2 separate regions of the Sus scrofa genome follow, and region 2 is linked to region 1. A link is a contact called in public HiChIP or PLAC-seq data. All regions are on one chromosome and are shown on one strand. Each heading gives the region's core, a stretch centred on a gene start, on an enhancer-like site or on the middle of the called end of the contact. The rest is flanking DNA. Distances are from core to core; before and after follow the strand shown.

What was found. HiChIP or PLAC-seq counts read pairs in DNA pulled down with a chosen protein or histone mark.
Region 2: a contact with region 1 is called in an H3K27ac HiChIP or PLAC-seq map of alveolar macrophages. The contact joins two enhancer-like sites. A contact is called at or near these places in 1 of 47 Hi-C or Micro-C datasets (embryonic fibroblasts) and 1 of 2 datasets of contacts at active chromatin or transcription factors (alveolar macrophages).

What each region holds. Positions count from the first base shown.
Region 1 is chr11:18,583,715-18,589,457 of Sscrofa11.1, forward strand. It overlaps FNDC3A (fibronectin type-III domain-containing protein 3A), which reads right to left. Exons shown (of 26, transcript XM_021065328.1): 15 at 1,099-1,237; 16 at 496-564. Among named protein-coding and RNA genes, the nearest start is that of MLNR, 42 kb to the left of the region's middle. Within about 2 kb of position 2,502, at least 2 of the 83 cell types and tissues checked have an H3K27ac peak or open chromatin away from gene starts, as enhancers often do. A contact at or near this core is called in alveolar macrophages, where this site is marked.
Region 2 is chr11:18,953,754-18,959,496 of Sscrofa11.1, forward strand. No RefSeq gene overlaps it. Among named protein-coding and RNA genes, the nearest start is that of CYSLTR2, 54 kb to the right of the region's middle. Within about 2 kb of position 2,653, at least 25 of the 83 cell types and tissues checked have an H3K27ac peak or open chromatin away from gene starts, as enhancers often do. A contact at or near this core is called in alveolar macrophages, where this site is marked.

The DNA of each region.
Region 1 (5,743 bases), core at 1,252-3,751:
TTAGTCTTAATTAAAAGACATCCTTATTTTTTGCAAGGAAATAGGCTATTTGATAGAAATACTGTTAAATGTGTGTTTCCAGAATAAAATTCACTCGGCATAGAATTTATTACTAAAATTAATGTAACAGTAAGTTAACTTACTATAATGTAAGTTAAATTTTAGAAGATGATTTTTCTCTGATGCTTCTGGGTATATATCTAATTGAGAAAACTAAGCTTTAAAAGACTTCAGGTATAACAGAATTGAGCAATACAAACAAATGAGGAAAAAAATTAGAAAATGCAAATGTAATAATTAGGTAAACAGCAGTCAAATTTCAATCAGTGTATTTCTGGAGATAACAAAGGAGATCATAATAGGTCAAATATTAACTGCTACAAACAAAGGAAAAAATCAAAAGGGAAGAAAAGAGATCATATAAAATTTAAAAATGTGAAGAGTAGAGGTGGACTGACTGGTATATATCTATCAATTTTTAATAGTTATTCTTACCATTAGAACCTTCTGCCATCTCTACCACATATTTAGTGATGGCTGCCCCTCCATTGTCTTTTGGTGGGTCTATCCAAAGAAGCAAAAGTGCTATTAGGCAGAGTATATACAATTAAAAAACGATGTGAACTCGTAAATAAAAAGAATACCAAACCCAGGCTTGCTTTAAAAGAAAAAAGAATTACCTACAATGGCTTTTTAAAAATTAATTTCAGCATCTCATTTAGTCTTTTGGTTTTGCTTAAGGTAGTATATAAGCAGATGCTCAACATATGTTTTAAATGAACAAGTGATTTTAATTTCTCTTGAAAGCTAGGATGAACTGGAAGACTTGAGCTATAAGTTCAATAACCTTTCATTTTACACAGTGCTGCCTCTGCTCAAAGGTCTATGGTGGATCCCAGTTCTTCCTGCATCAAATCTGAACTTGTGTGTGAGTACAAAGCTTTCTACCAAAAAACCCTCTTAAACAATGAATGAGTCTCACATTTCTTATTGAACTTAAAGTTAACAAACTTCAAGTATCTTAAAAAATTATCTAAATATTCAAATCACTTTAATGAAATATAAAAGTAATGATTACAAATATGTATATCATCTTACCCCAAGTTATTTTAAAACTATGTGAATGTATTTTTCCTTTAACCGAGGGCTTAACAGGTACTCCTGGCTTATCAGGGCATGTAGTAAATTCTACTACTTCACTTGGATTACTTTTACCTTCTGAGTTGTAAGCAATAACCTATGGTGAGAACATAAAGACATAAAAATAATTAACATTTGGTACGTAATGATACTGGCTTAATGAACAAACTCAGTTAAATGATTCATGTGAGAATTGTCTTCAGAAGAGACTCAGCATAAAAAAAAGGCGGGGGAGTTCCCGTCGTGGCTCAGCAGTAATGAACCTGACTAGAATCCATGAGGATGCAAGTTTGATCTCTGGCCTCGATCTGTGGGTTAAAGATATGGTGCTGTTGTGAGCTGTGGTATAGGTTGCAGATGTGGCTCAGATCCCACATTGCTGTGGCTGGGGTGTAGGTAGGCAGCTGCAGCTCCAATATGACCCCTAGCCTGGGAACTTCCATATGCCTCAGGTGTGGCCCTAAAAAGACAAACAAACAAATAAATAAATATAAAAAAGGGACCTGACATATATCAACAAAATTCAGGTATAATCTTCTTTATATAGTCAATCTTAGGAATACAAGTGTAAGTCTAACATTCTGATACTAAATAAGAGTCATCACAGGAGTTCCCGTCGTGGCGCAGTGGTAACGAATCCGACTAGGAACCATGAGGTTGCGGGTTCGGTCCCTGCCCTTGCTCAGTGGGTTGATGATCCAGCGTTGCTGTGAGCTGTGGTGTAGGTTGCAGACGCGGCTTGGATCCTGCGTTGCTGTGGCTCTGGCATAGGCCGGTGGCTACAGCTCCGATTCAACCCCTAGCCTGGGAACCTCCATATGCCGCGGGAGCGGCCCAAGAAATAGCAACAACAACAACAACAAAGACAGAAAAAAAAAAAAAAAAAAAAGAGTCATCACAGAACAAGCTATAATTTGGTGATATCTGATAGGCTCTTAGGCTTGCTTTAACTTGTTCTTTTAATATTCTTCACTGGTTTAAAAAAATGTCCAAAAGATCTCCGAATTTCCTCTCTTCAAAAGATAAAGGTTAGGAAGAGTTCCCTGGTGGCTTAGTGGGTTAAGGATCTGGTGTCACTGCTGTGGCATGAAGTTGATCCCTGGCCCAGAAACTTCTGCATACCATGGGTGGTGCCAAAGGTTAATTCCTTTTCTTTTTTTTTGGACTGCTCCTATAGCGTACAGAAGTTCCTGGGGCAGCACAGGAGCCACAACCCGAGCCACAGCAGTGACAGTGTTGAGTTCTTAACTGCTAGGCCACCAGGGAACTCCAGTTCTTCTTCCTTTTGAATGTACTTAATGACTTGCTTCTAACAAACAGAATGTAACAAAAGTGATGGTGTGTGTAGCTTCTGTATGGAGAAGCCCATGTAATGAGGAACTGAAACCTCTCACCAAGAGACAGCAAGGAACTGAGGGCTCCTGGCAATAACCACTTGAATGAACTTGGAAGCACATCCTCTAGCCACCACCTTCGGACGATTGTGGTCCCAGCTGACATCTTGATTACAACTTCCTAGAAACCCTATCAGAACCATCCACCCAAGCTGGTCCTGAATTCCTGACCCACAGAAAATGTGAGATAATGTTCATTTTTTTAAAGCTACTAAGTTGTACAGCAATAGATTAATATAATTCACATCTAGGTATTATATCTGACTTTAGAAGTTTAATTATATTTATATTTTAACCTATCTCTTCTACTGAACTCAAAGGTCCTCAAATCCAGTATCATAGGTGATATGATTTTCTCTTCTCCAAACTTGTTTCATCTCTGTTCTTCCCCATCAGTAAAAAGTACCACTACCATCCACCCAGTTACTAAAATCAAAACAGTAGGAAGATCTTTGGTCCTTTCTCTAAACCTATATATCAAATCTATTAGTAAATCCTAGCAACTCTACCTCTATGTCTCTGTTTTCTACCACCACCACCTTAGTCAAAGCTTCCTTTATCCTATATTTGCTGAAAATGACTATAACATACTACTAATCAGTTTCCCAGATGCCATTCCTTTCAACCCGATCTATTCTCTACATGGCAGCCAGAGAGACTTATCACTTCTCAGCTTAGAACCTCCAATGGCTTCTCATCTTACCCAGAATAAAACCTAAATTCTTATCATGGCCTCTAAAGCCCTATGGATTCTACCTGTAACTACCTCCAGTTGAAAGGTTTAGGCCTTTTCTCTTACCAGGTAGCTCCCCTGCCTGGAATGTTCTTCTTGATTTTTTTTGGTCTTTTCTAGGGCTGCACCCGAGGCATATAGAGGTTCCCAGGCTAGGGGTCTGATCGGAGCTATAGCTGCCGGCCTACGCCACAGCCACAGCAACGCCAGATCAGAGCCGAGTTTGCGACCACACCATAGCTCACGGCAATGCCAGATCCTTAACCCACTGAGTGAGACCAGATATCGAACCCGAAACCTCATTGTCCCTAGTTGGATTCGTTAATCACTGAGCCGTAACAGGAACTCCCGTCTTCTTCTTCTTCTTTTTTTTTTTAGGGCCACAGCCGAGACATATGGAGGTTCCTAGGCTAGGGGTCTAATCAGAGCTGTAGCCGCCGGTCTACACCACACCCACAGGCATGCCCGATCTGAGCCGTGTCTGTGACCTACACCACAGCTCACAGCAATGCCAGATCCTTAACCCACTGAACGAGGCCAGGGATTGAACCCGCAACCTCATGGTTCCTAGTCGGATTTGTTTCCGCTGCGCCATGACAGGAACGCCCTTTTTGATCTTGACATACCTCCTTGCTGATACTCAGATCTGTTTAGATGTCTTTTCCAAGAAGACTTCCTTGAATACCCATTCTGTCAACTCATTCTATTTTAGTTAACTTGCATAACACTTACCACTTTATAGTATTTGCTTGTTTATTGTCTATTCCTTCCACTAGAATAGCTGTTCTGATCATACTGAATCCTTATTGTTTAGAACAATGCTTATCATAGAATAGGTATTCAATAATTGGTTGAATGAAGGAGCCATAGATGGGGACCACTATGACACTATAGATGAGGATCTAAATAAATCTATTACCCCAAATAGGTCATGCAATCCATGAGAACTAAGTAAAATTTAGTCCAATTGTTGAATTTTGCTCAGGCTACGTCAGTCCTCCCATATATTCAGATTTTCAAGCTTTCTCACTCTGCTGCTTTATAAATTAGACTACAAAGGGGATCAAAACACTTCTCGACATGGTGCACAGTGTTTACTTAAACCTTATAACTAGAGGAACTTTTTTAAAAAACTGCGGTATTGTTGATATCTAAGTTACAGGTATACAATATAATGGTTCACAGTTTTCTTTTTTTTCTTTATAGGGCCACATCCACGGCATAGGAAGTTCCCTGGCTAGGGGCTGAATCAGAGCTGCAGCTGCCAGTGTACACCAAAGCAACAGCCAAGCCAGATCGGAGCCACATCTGCGACCTACACCACAGCTCACAGCAATGCCGGATCTTTAACCCACTGAGTGAGGCCAGGGATTGAACCTGTATCCTCATGGAGCCACTTAGTCACAATAGGAACTCCTGAGTCACAATTTTTAAAGGTTCTACTCCATTTATAGTTATGACAAAGTATTTGCTATATTCCCCATATTATACAATATATATCTGTAGCTTATTTTATACCTATTAGCTTGTACCTGTTAGTCTCCTATATTGCCCCTGCCCCCTTCCCTCTCCCCTAGACGAAGCTATTATTATTATTTTTGGCCATGCCTGTGGAAGTTCCCAGGCCAGGGATCAAACCCAAGCCACAGCAGTGACCCAAGCTGCTGCAGTGACAACACTGGATCCTTAGCCAGGGAGTTCCCATTGTGGCTCAGTGGAAACAAATCTGACTAGTATCCATGAGGATGTGGGTTTGATTCCTGGCCTTGCTCAGTGATCAAGGATCTGATGTTGCTATGAGCTGTGGTGTAGGTCACAGATGTGGCTGAGATCCTACATTGCTGTGGCTGTGACATAGGCCAGCAGCTGTAGCTTCGATACAACCCCTAGCCTGAGAACCTCCCTATGTTGCTGGTTCAGCTCTAAAAAAAGCAAAAAAAAAAAAAAAAAAAAAAAAAGGCAATCCAATAACATAAAAGGAAAACTGGAATAAATGTACACAATTCTTAAGGTATTTAAAAAATCCCGCAACATAAAAACTGTATTTTACAATTACAATGGGAGTCCCTGTTGTGGTTCACCAGGTTAAGAACCAGACACAGTGTCCCTGAGGATGTGTGTAAGATCTGGCATTGCCACAAGCTGCAGCATATGTTGCAGATGCTACTTGGATCTGGTGTTGCTATGTCTGTGGCTATGGTGTAGGCTGGCAGCTGCAGCTCCAATTTGACTCCTTCGGGGGAACTTCCATATGCCATGGGTGTGGCCAGAAAAATAAAAAGGAAATTAAAATGACCCAGTGTTATCAGAAGTTTTTAAAAAAACGAAGCTAATATATAAAACAAAGCATAATATATATTATGTACTACATAATCAAATTTCCTATTATCATTAAAATTTTCTTTCTTAGGTTATTGAAGAGTAATACAATTTATCTTGGCTTTTTTTTGGGTGGGGGAGGCTGTACCTGTGGCAT
Region 2 (5,743 bases), core at 1,403-3,902, 370 kb after region 1:
ACAATATAGCAAAATGGTGACATGGGACAAAGCTGGGTGGTAGAGGGCTGAGGTTTGTTATATTAGTTTCTCTTCTTTACCGTTAGTGTAAAATATTCACAGTGTATTTTTGAGATCTTTGGCAGGACAGGATTGGGAAATACGCATTTTATTCTGCCTTTATAGGAGGCATGCTGGAAACTTGCGCTAAACTCTGGAGACGGAGCTCTCAGAAGAGACTGGTTTCAGAAGGTGTTTCTTGCAAGACAGCAAGCTCACTGTGGTGCTTTTGTGCCCATAGACTAAATTGACACTGGGAGCACTGCATTGACGCTGCATCTCTATAGTTTAAAAAAAATGCATATCTATATCTGCAAGGGATTTAGGACAATGGTGCAAGCTACAGCCCTGTAGCACACACAGCTAAAGGACGACAAACAGTCTGAAGTTAATTGCAAACAAAACAAACCTGCTGACAGCTGGGTTTCTACCAGGAAGACTCCCCAGCTCTCACTGAGAACCAGAAGGAGCATCAAGATGGGGTCAGAGGGGGTGCCCCCGACTCCTTGCTACAAACGGGATCTCCAGTCAGGCACCCACAGGCACTGAAGAAGCCCTGTGGGGGAATGTTCCAGAGTCCTTTTAACAGCCTCAGCCAACCGCAGTGCGTCCCAGGGCTGTGTCCTGTCTTGAAACATAGCTGAGACTGGGAGCCAAAAACTGGATTGCACAGAGCCCACTTCTGCTTTTAAATATGGACCAGTTATATGGCTTAAGGCGGTCCACTCTTCATCCTGAGAACAAACAGGATATTTAAAATGGCATTCATTTGGTAAACATTTAGAAAAGTGAGTGTCTCTTTTGTGCCAGATACCAGGCTGGACTGAGCAGCCAGGGATGAACAAGAGCTGGTTGGTCCCTATGGGACCACATCGTCCAGTGTGGGAGGCGGACATGGCAAAACGCAGTACAGGTTCCAGTGCCAGCTGTGACACATCCCCTGGGAGCAGAGAAGAGAGCACATGGAACACTGATGGTGGCCTTGGGGCTTCTGTAGACAAAGCAACATCTGAGCTGAAGATAAGTGGCCAGGAGGGTGGATGCAAAGCCTGGGTGTGAGGAAGAACATGGTGAGCTGCAGCCCGCCCTTGGAATGAGAAGGGTGACAAGAGGGATTCCCAAAGCCTTCAAGGCAAGCAGTACTGCATTTTAACAACCACGAGCTGAAGCCTGTTTGGGCTGGAGATTTCTCAAGGTGGAGGCTTCCATCTTGGAACAGTGAATGCCTCGGTTTGTACCCAGCTGCGATGCCCAGCAGCCAGTACCTGTCTGATGGAACTGTTTGTCCTTTAGCCTCTCCCCCTTCTTTGTAACCTCAGGGGACACCTCAGCTCCTGGAATGTCCGGCAAGGCAGTTTGCTCACCAAGAATTCTGGGTGTACCTGGGAGGAGTGGAGACTGGAAAGACCTTCCAGAACATTCAAAAGTCCTGCCAGCCACTTCAGACTGCTTGTGTGCCGTGGAGTCAGCTTACATAATTTGTCTCCAGGCACCCAGCTAGAATCCAGAGCATTCAAATCGTCACAGTCTGACTCCACAACACACAAGCAGGATTCTAGCTGTGTGCCTGGAGGCAAATGATGTAACCTCTCTGAGCTTTCATTCTCTTGTTTGTCAAGTGGGAATACTAAGAATTGGGTGGTTGTGGCATTCCCATCATGGCTCAGCAGTAAGGAACCTGACTAGTATCCATGAAGATGCAGGTTCATCCCTGGCCTCACTCAGTGGACTAAAGATCCCGCATTGCCTTGAGCTGTGGTGTAGGCCACAGATGCGGCTCGGATCCCACGTTGCTGTGGCTGTAGCCTAGGCCAGCAGCTGCAGCTCCAATTCAACCCCTAGCCTGGGAACTCCATGTGCCACGGGTGTTGCCCTAAAAAGACAAAAAATAATAATAATAATTGGGGTGGTTGTAAGGACTAAACAAAAGAAAGCATGTAAGGCAGATAGCACTGTGCATATTAAATACTTAATACATTTCATTATCATTATAGTTAATATGTGTCCATGTTTCTGATATCTCTTTAAAAATTCCGTGTCCTTTCAATGCTTATTCACTCTTTCTTCTGCTTATAGCCACTAAATAGATCCCATCGAGCTCTGTTTCCTGCGTTTGTATTATGAAAAGAGTAGACATATTGGATATTCTTTCTCAAACCAGGAATTCTCCCCTGGAGATCCTGATGCCTGCCTCCACCCCACCACTGGTTGAGAAACCCTGATGAGGTCACTGTAGGCTTTTAAGCCCAGGAGACACACAACTAGATGAGGCTGCTTGCAGTATCACTCCATTATCTTGGGATCGAATTTATAGCATGTGTCTAAAATAGTTTATAAGCTCTTGTGTCTTCTTTTGTCAACTGCCTGAATTTTTTATTTCCGGGGAGATCATACTCAGGCTTCCCATGTCTACTGTACCAGTTTGGGGCCCAGAGACGTTATATTTTACACCCTGTTGAAATAAACCCTTGTCATTTTCTGGGCTAACACTCCCTGGATGAGTCAGAGATTTACTTCAAGCACTGCGGCCTCTGCAGACTCCCTAAGGGTGAGGCCACTCTTCTCTCTGAGGGTCTCTGGCTAGGCTGCCACCTAATGGTGAGTTTTGTGAGTTTAAAAAAAAAAAAAAAATGCTTTTGAGAAGCACTGTACACGCACCCTTGGAAATGAGACCCGCTGCTGCTGTGAGTCATTCCGGATGACAGCGCAAGAGATATTTACTCATCTTGGTAAAAGATGACTAATCGGCTTCTGGCCGATTGGAGGCTGTCTTTGAAAAGCAATCCAATTTTGTTTTCTTCAATTATGAATTTCAGGATTTTGTTTTCTTTCAAATATGATTTTTCTCTTTGAAACCCGCCCTAGCAGAGGAAGGACTAGGCTGGCATTCGGGGAGGGAAGGGTGTCTTGCTGATGTTTATCCAGCCTTTAGAATGTGCAGAGTTCCACTGTGAGCGCTAAGAACATCTCACTTAATCCTTATTCAATCCTGAGGCAGACAGAGTCATAAAAATGAAGCTAAAACCCATTATTTAGTGTCATTGTTGTGGTTGTTATTTTCTAAAGGAGAGAATTAAGGTTGAGGGAGGTCTAATTCCACTTAGTAAGTGGCAGGACTGGGATTCTAACCCAGGCCTGTCTGACACAATAGCTGTGTTCTTGACCATTCTTGACCTTGTTCTTGATCTGAATGCTGCCTTCACATCTCTGCACCTGCTGGCCACCAGCATCAGCTTATCCTGCAAATATTTATCAAGGCCCAAAATGTGTACTTTCCTGAACACTCGTTGTCAGCTATGATCCAGACATGGACCCTTCCCTTGTGGAGCTTATAGTCTGATGGGAGGAAAAAAAAAAAAGAAAATGCAATATAGCTTGATAAATGCTATAGTGAGGTGTGCACAGGGTGCTGGGGGGGGCCATGTATATGAGTAGTTTTTGGTGTAGCATGGGGGCAGTCAGGATAGACTTCCTGGAGGAGGTGACCAGGGTAATTCCTTTTGGAGGAATGGGAATTAGGCAGGCCCAAGGAAGGAGAGAATTAGAGAAGGATATTTCAGGCAGAATAAGTAGCAAATACAAATGACTAGAGATCTCAGGTGCCTGCTAGGAAAACACTCACATAATTGGAGAGTTTCAGTGAGGAACCAAGGAGTTGGCTCATTGGGGTGCTAACTTTTGTCTTCTGTGTTTGGCAGGATGCTGGCAACCTCATTCTGGAAAGAACACTGCTTTGCAAAGGAAAAGCTCTGAGAGAGAGGTAAGAGGAAAGTCTTTTCTTCCCCCTTGTGGCCTGAAGTGGATGTGTGACTGCTGTCCTGGGCCTCACCAGAAGCTCTGAGAAGCCTGATAAGGATGCTGTTAGAAAGGTCCAGGTTCAGCCACAGCGGAGCTGGTGGACAGGCCCACGCTGTGTGGTCAAGACAGCACAGCGCCCCACGTTACACCCTGGTGCAATCTCAAAGCCGAAGATAGGGAGGATGAATCTTGTTTTCCTATTAAACATAACTACAGAGAAGGAAACCACTGGGATAGAATGGAAGAAGAGAGTGCTCGTGGTCGTGTGCTTCTAGTACCTTCCATGGGTGGTGAGGAGGAACCACAGGCTCTTCTCTGAAGGGTAAGACCATGGGAAGGCACCTTTGCTGCCATTTCTCCCTGGTACTCCCCCCGCCCAGGGGTCTTCAGCACAACTCTGTTAGTCGGCTGCTTTTTGGGCAAAGCCACTTGACCGAATTATGGGTAAACCATGAAGAAGGTAGTTTACAGGTACACAACATGTGTAGTCAACCAGATTTGGCTTCATGCAGTGATTGGGCTGTTGCCAGGGTCACTTCACCTGAACTTTGGTGACACTTTGGATCTTCTTGTTAGACTTTCCAGACTGAACCCTTAATTCAGGTTGAAATAATTGTTCTATAGCCTGCTGAATCCCAGCCCCATTTTCTTCTCCATTTTTCATGTCTCTTAACCAGATCTCCCCATCCAGGCCCTTTCTCTTGTCATGGAGAATTTCCCCCTTCTGTGACTGCATTCCTTTATTTAAGTCTTTGTAGCAGCAAAGGGAATCTTCCAGTATTAATGGCAGTGACAGGGTCATATTGTAAGTCCAAAACAGGGGAACTTGCTATAACACGTTGCTATGGAATAAGGAGGATTAGGCCCTAGTTTTTCTGTTTCTGACTCATATTTAACTTCCTGTTAAACCACCTTCATAGTGTGGTGGTTAAGAACATTGACTTACGTTCTGCCTCTTGAATAATTTTGGACAACTAACCTCTTGGTGTCTTACTTTCTTCATCTCCAAACTGGCATCATAAAAGCACTTAGTTCCTGGGTTTGTCCTGAGGACAGACAAACCATAAGTGCACAGCACTGAATGTTTTCTGTGCCTGGCCCAGAGTAAGCACTATTGAGCCTTTGCTGCCTTCTGATTGGCTGCTGCACCCTCTTCTGACTACTTCCTGTGGTCCCTCCAGCCCTGATCAAATCATCATTTAATCCTCCCCATGTCTTTTTTTTTTTTTTTTTTTTTTTTTTTGTCTTTTTAGGGCCGTACTCGCAGCATATGGAAGTTCCCAGACTAGGGGTCCAATCAGAGCCGCAGCTGCCAGCCTACACCACAGCCACAGCCACGCCAGATCCGAGCCACGTCTTCAACCTACACCACAGCTCATGGCAACACCGGATCCTTAAGCCACTGAGCCAGGCGAGGGCTTGAACCTGTGTTCTCATGGATACTAGTCAGATTCGTTTCCACTGAGCCACGAGGGGAACTTCCCCGCCCCATGTCTTATTTGGACAACATTCGCCTATAGAAACAAGTAGCCAAGGGGTTCACAATGTCCATTCAGGAGTGGCATTCCTTCACAGTGACTCCCTCCATCCCAAGAAAGCCCGTATGACAGTGGGAAAGACCCTGCTCACACCTGCTTCTAGCTCACACCTCCTATCCCACAAAACCGCATTCTAGCTCTTTCAAGGGCCTCCTTCCCAATGCCCAGATGTGGACTCTTCTACTCACTGTGCCCACTTCCTCTTCCATTATTGGTTCCAAACCCCCTCAAGTAATGTGGAGTAGTAGGTGTGGCTAATTTATATTAGATAGCTTTCTATTAAAATTTGTGACATGCTAATAGAGACCAATATTCGATTGTGTGCTATTGGATGCTCTTTTGGTCTTGGAGTCTGGTCCTTTCATTTG